Linked DNA regions of Sus scrofa: region 2 is linked to region 1. Evidence: chromatin contacts called from public HiChIP or PLAC-seq data. All regions are on one chromosome and are shown on one strand. Each heading gives the region's core, a stretch centred on a gene start, on an enhancer-like site or on the middle of the called end of the contact. The rest is flanking DNA. Distances are from core to core; before and after follow the strand shown.

What was found. HiChIP or PLAC-seq counts read pairs in DNA pulled down with a chosen protein or histone mark.
Region 2: an H3K27ac HiChIP or PLAC-seq map of alveolar macrophages shows a contact between it and region 1. The contact joins two enhancer-like sites. A contact is called at or near these places in 2 of 5 promoter capture datasets (fetal skeletal muscle and liver) and 1 of 2 datasets of contacts at active chromatin or transcription factors (alveolar macrophages).

Annotation. Positions count from the first base shown.
Region 1 is chr2:24,807,517-24,810,495 of Sscrofa11.1, reverse strand. All of the region lies in intron 1 of PRR5L (proline-rich protein 5-like), which reads left to right. Among named protein-coding and RNA genes, the nearest start is that of PRR5L, 3.6 kb to the left of the region's middle. Within about 2 kb of position 1,360, at least 8 of the 83 cell types and tissues checked have an H3K27ac peak or open chromatin away from gene starts, as enhancers often do. A contact at or near this core is called in alveolar macrophages, where this site is marked.
Region 2 is chr2:25,409,421-25,412,910 of Sscrofa11.1, reverse strand. No RefSeq gene overlaps it. Among named protein-coding and RNA genes, the nearest start is that of FJX1, 12 kb to the left of the region's middle. Within about 2 kb of position 2,215, at least 15 of the 83 cell types and tissues checked have an H3K27ac peak or open chromatin away from gene starts, as enhancers often do. A contact at or near this core is called in alveolar macrophages, where this site is marked.

The DNA of each region.
Region 1 (2,979 bases), core at 111-2,610:
TCTGCTTCTTGAAACCCCTCCCCCTCCCCCAGGATAACTTAATCCATGGAATCATGACAAAGGGGTGGAATAGATTCTTTTGGTGCATCGAAGCAATATTATGTTCTGAAAGCCTCATCTGAGGCAGAAGGGGATGCATCATCTTACTTTCTGTCTCCTAAGGGGTTCTTTACCTAATAAAGATCTTAAAATATAAAGATTTTTATTTTTAAGCAATTTTTTGGTTTAGTGTTTTTTTTTTTTTTTTTTTTTTTTTTTTGTCTTTTTGCCATTTCTTGGGCCACTCTCGAGGCATATGGAGGTTCTCAGGCTAGGGGTCAAATCAGAGCTGTAGCCTCCGGCCTACACCAGAGCCACAGCAACAGCAACTTGGGTCCAAGCCGCGTCTGCAACCTACACCACAGCTCACGGTAACGCCAGATCCTTAACCCACTGAGCAAGGCCAGGGATTGAACCCACAATCTCATGGTCCCTAGTCAGATTCTTTAACCACTGAGCCACGACGGGAACTCCTGGTTTAGTTTTTAATTATTTTCTTTTTTTAAAAAGTGCGATGGGAATATAGTTGAACTAACCAAGTTGTGTTAGTGTCATGCATACAACAGAGTAAATCAGTTATACCTGTACAGATACCCATTCACTTTCAGATTCTTTTCCTGAGTAGGTTATGATGAAATGTCCCTTGCCATTGCCCATCCTTGCACAATTTCCTAGGAAAAGGAGGGTGAAAAATGGGTCCGGCAGCTGATTAGAAGCTGCTCGCTAAGGCTGCGTCCAGGGTCCATTGGAGGCAGCCCAGGGTTGGGCCGGGCTGGGCTGGGCTGGGGTGCCATCGGGGGCACACAGAACTGGACTGGGATGGGCTGGGGTTGCAGCTGACTCAGACCAGGGAGGAAGGAGAGGAAGCTATTTCTGTTCATCCACTGAGCAATTGTTTAGTGAACAACTCTTATGCCCAGGGCCTTTGTGGCCGCTCTGCCAGAAAAGGGACGGGCTGTTGAAAGGGCCGTGGAAGAAGTGCGGTCCAAGCTTCTGTCCCGGTTCTCAGAGGAAGGTGAAATGCTGTAAGGAGGGTGTTTCAGGTGGAGGGAATGGAAAAGCATCATGTGATCAGAGACCAGCAGCTGGTTGGGAATGGCCAGAACTCCGAGATCGGGGGTGGGGGTGGGGGTGCAGGACTTGGGACAGGGAGAAGGGAGACGCTGGGAGCCACCACATTACACCTGAGGCTGGAGAGGGAGGCTGGACCCCGGTGAGAACCCACAGGGCTTGAAGCAGAGAAGCCGCTGGAGTGAGTCTACCTTTTAGAGAGTGAGCTCTGAGGCAGGACGGGGACCCATTGGAGCATTGGGGGGTTGGGACTCGGGGAGTTGGGCAAGGGAGGCTGAAGGGCCAAACTGCAGCCCGGGCCTCAGCAATGACAGGGAAGGGTGGTTGGGCCAGGAGAATGTGGGAGCTGAGCACGCGTGCACACACATGGGTGGAGGGGGCAGCTGGGCTGAAGACCTTTTTAACAGGAGGAAGTGGGATTATTCTTTCAACAAATACCTACCAAGGGCTAGTGCTCTCAAGGGGACACATTCCATTCCTCTCAGAGCTCACAGCCCCAGGAAAGGAGCAATTCAAATGCAATGTAGCAGAAAGACAGTAAAAGGGAATTAGGGAGGGGCTGGGGAAGTTTGGATAGGAACCAAGTACTCAGTTATTAGAGAATGATTTTTTTTTTTGGTGTTGCTCTGGTCTTATAATTTAGGTTGGAAAATACCCCTCAGCTTTTTTCCTTTTTGGAGCTACAAGTTGAAACATTTAGGGTTGAAAGGTCATGATGTCTGTAGTATACTTGGAAACAAAAGTGTGTGTGTGTGTGTGTGTGTGTGCATGTATATATGGAGAGAGAAGGGGGAGGTGGTGAAGCGTGACTTGTTGGGAGAATGTGAGAGTTCATGGACTACTCTGTCGTTCTTTTGGCTTTTGACTTTCTATGTGAAGTCGTTCCTAATAAAAATTTTAAAATGTGAAGCACCAAGTGCCTGGATGGGACGTAAGGATGCTATGGACACACAAAGAAGGGCCCCTGATTGGATTTGATGGGTGAGAGAAGCATGCCAAAGAAAATATCATCTAAGACCTGACTGATGAGAAGTCAACAGGCAGGAGGCTGGGGAAGAACTTAAGGAGGATGTTCCAGGCAGAGGGAACAGCATGTGTGAAGACCTGGTAGCCTGTGTTGCTAGAGGAACAAAAGGACATTGGATGTGAGTCTAGAATATGAAGCAAGGAGTCACCGAGAGGTGAGAAGGGAAAGGCGAGAAGGTCCTGCAGAGTTGGGTTAGGTAGGAGGGTTTGGATTTTTGTCCTGGCACTGGTATAAATGGGGAGAAAGATACCATTCATGAGTAACCAACTGTTAGTCTCCGGTAGCCACTGTTCTGAACACTTCATCTAGATGAGTTTACTTAATCCTCACTGTGTCTTTCCTAGGGACCTACAGAATTAGCATCTCTGTTTCAGAGTTTGGGCAAACTGAGGCCGAGCAGAGTTAAGTGACCTGTCCCAGGTCACAAATCCAGAGGAGCCTGGAGGAGTGGCTCTTAACCATTAGGCCACACTACCTCTTGAGTCCTGTCACTGTCCATGTGAAGAAGGAATTGGGAGGAAAGCAAGAAGGCTGCTTAGGAAGTGGTTGCACACACGAAGGCACGTGGTAATGGTGAATGAAAATTGAAAAATGAAAAATGAAAAATGAAAAATGTATCCTTGGGAGTTCCCTGTGACCTAGCAAGTTAAGAATCCAGCATTGACACTGTTGGAGCTCAGGTTACTGCTGGGGCACAGGTTTGATCCCTGGCCTGGGAACGTCTACATGTCATGGGCACAGCAAAAAAAAAAAAAAGTAAGAGTGACATGGAGAAAATGGACAGGAGAGAGTTATTTTGGAGCGACAGCAAGAAGACTTGGTGATTAAACAGTTATGCACAA
Region 2 (3,490 bases), core at 966-3,465, 600 kb before region 1:
CTTTTCTCATGATTTCAAGATGCATTCAATCATTTAATGTATTCAATTGTTTAAAATTGTACATCTGATAACTCTAGTGTTTAGTGTTCTGGGTATTGTAATCCTGTTGTTTGTTTTCTGACTTGTTTTTTGTTTGTTTTATTTATTTATTTTTATAATGATTTTTATTTTTTCCATTATAGCTGATTTCTGACTTTTGCACATATGGGATTGCAAGGTAAAATACAGAACATCCAGTTAACTCTAAATTTTAGATAAACAATTACTAATTTTTTACTATTAGTATGTCATATGCAATGTTTAGCATATGATTCTATTAAAAAGTATTTGTTGTTCATCTGAAATTCCAAGATGATTGGATTTCTTTTTTTGTTTTATTTTCCTAAATCTAGTCACCTGTCTCACAGAAGCTTTGTATTTTGTAATTCTGGATTGTAAGCTCATATGCAGCCAGGCTTTTATCCGCAATACTCCCATTTTCGGGGGGTTAAAGTTATATCCTTCCCAAGAAGTCCTTTTTTCCTTGTGTCAGGCACCCTAGGGTTAAAGGCAACACTGGCTTACTTTTATATTCATTATTTTGCCTGGAAGTCGAGGTTCTGGAAGGTAGTATAAATTTAAATACCAAACATATACTATGACAGGAGGAGACTTTCCCCAGACAGAGTTCAGGCTAAAACAAACAATCCCCTCTCACATCCCCTTTCTCCAGCCTTTCACTGGAAGGATAGAATTTTCCTTTGAGGATCTTAACTTTGTGAAGGTCTTGGAAAGATCTAAATCCACCCACCGGCCCCACTCCCCACCTGGGGCACATTAAACCCAAATCATTTGATTACAAAGATCAGGGAGTTCCCATTGTAGCACAGTGGGTTAAGGGCCCAGCATTTCCGCTGTGGCATAGGTCACAGCCCCAGCTCAGATCCCTGGCCCAGGAATTCTATATGCCACGAATCCAGCTGGAAAAAAAAAAAAAATCACAGAGATCAGACACACAAACACAAATACACTCACCCAGTCAGAGCAGCCCCCATTTCCAGTTCACACCTATCACTCTGATTTTGATTCTCTCTTTGTTTTGGCCTCCTGGGAATTTTCCTTACATCTGTATGAGCTCAGCTATGCATTTAAAAAGATGTTTGTTATATTTTATAAAACATTTATAGGTGTTTTAGAGACAAGTTTTTTAGGTCATGCAGTTTGCCTTTTTACTGGAAACAAAGTTCACCTGAACTCTTTCTCAAACCTGCTATCAAATCCTGCTCGCAAAGAAGCTGGCCCCTACTTACAGATTAAATGCCCTCTTTGGTTATTCAGAGAGATTTCCCCACAGTGGAGACATTTTCTTTAATAGGATTTGACCTGAAATAATCCATGAAACAAGTGACCCAGGAGTCATGAACAAATTCTGTTCTGTTTGCCATTAGCAAGTTTGAGATATAAGCCAGGAAAAATGATTAAAAAGGGAAGAAGAAAGGGAAAGATTGGGAACACGAGGAAAAGGAGTGAGGAGGGATTGTTAAAAAGAATCACATGTGGCAGAGTGGCAAAGGGGCAGCCCTTGCCTCTGGAACAGCTGCCCTCAGACTGACCTTCAGCCAGGATCAGAGCCAGCAAAAGTGATGCCACGTTGCAGGCAAAAGAGCTAGTGCTTCTGCAGGTTACCTTTAGGGTTAAAGAAAGGTCAGGTATCCTCAGGGAAATTTACTTTCCATCTGCAGTCAGTTTCCTGCCTCCTCCGCAGCTCCCAACTATGTAAAATCCAGCCATTGCCAGTTGATCTTGGACCCCTTGACACTGAAGACTAGACTCTATCAACCTTGTGAAGAAAACAAAGCCTCTGCCATCACACACGAACCTCAGCCTTGCCTTTCAGTGGCAGTACATTTGGCTTCACCACTGAGTGAGCCCATCTCTAGTGACCTATTAGTAACATCAGAAATGCTAATGAAGGGAGAGGTTAAGCATCTTCGACTTCACAAGGCATCAAGCTAATAAAAGATGTCCCCCCCCCAAAGTTGCTCTGTGGCTCCCTTCTCCTCCATCTCCTTGCAAGTTGAGACCCATCCAAAGTCTCCCTGTAATATAACAGTCATGACCCAACTTCATGTAAAGTATGAAACTTCTCCAGTGCTATGATCTTGGGTGCATGACTCATACCATACGAATTATTGTCATGCCTCTAGATTTAGCAACACAGACGTTGGTGCTGCATGTGAAATCCCCGTTGGGTTATTTTCAGGAGATTACTCATGACCCAGATATGTGCCGTATATATCAGTACAGTTTTGTTGGTTATTAGACTATTGACATACTTCCAGCTAGGTTGATAAATATCTACTGCTGGGCATTCCCAGAGTGTCTCTCGCACTTTCCCACGCTCTTCAATCCTCCTGAACACCTTCCCACAATCCAGCCAATAGCAGGTTAACTTCTGGAACCACAGAAGTCTCTTGGACCAGTACTCCAGCACTAAGACTGATTAGAAGTTCTGACTGTCACTTATATAATTTTAATACCATCCCCTGAGTATAAAGTTTAATGGTACAAATTCCTAAAATGGTAGAGTTTTCATCCTATGCCCTCTCTTTAGTTCCCCTGCTTTATTCAAAGCCTTAATTTATTTGGCAAGCAGACAATGGGTGTCTATTTATTCCACAAATATTTCCTGGCTGCTTATTTTGAGTCGGGCAGCATTAGGTGGCAGGGACAGGTCAGTAAACTAGAGAGACATGTTTTCTGATCTTCTGGACTGTAGAATCTGGTGGAACAGACAGACATTAAGCAAATCATTACTATAATAAATGGGCTGACAAGAAAATACATGGCCCTATGACAGTGTTAATAGGGGACAACCTCACATTGGAGGTTGAGGGATGTGGCATTTAAATAGAGACCGGAGCGATGAGTGGAAGTCAGCCAGCATTAGAGGGGAAAAGAGGGAGTGGAGAGCATTTCAATCAGAAACAATTGCATGTGTGAGGCTCTGGGAAGAGGAGCTTGAAATGAAAAAAGGTCAGTGTGATTGGAGAGAGCCGTCCCAGAAAGAAAATTGTAGGATTTGCGGCGGGAGAGGTAGGTAGGCGCAGAGAGCAGGAGATGCATAACAGGGCCCTTGTCCCTTGGGGGTACATTCTAGCATGGTGGTAAAAGCTGGATTCTAGAGGGAGATGCTCTTGGTTCCAATGTGAGATCGTGTCTTTTTTGGCTCTGTCAGTTACTTGGGCAGTGACTTCTAATACTCTCTGATCGTGTGTTTCTTCATCTGAAAGTAGGGATACTTAGACCTATGTTTTGCTACCAAACCAAACTTGGGTCTGCTTGCTCATGTGCAATAAAGCCAATCTACTGACACCCAGGAAAGTGCAGTGTATATTGCTGGGTGCCAAGTAAGGAGTCCAGATAGCCAGTGCTTGAAAAGCCTGAACTGCTAGAAAGCTTTCAAGGAAACGTTTCTCAGACAAGGTGAGGGAGGAGGATTGTGGGGCAT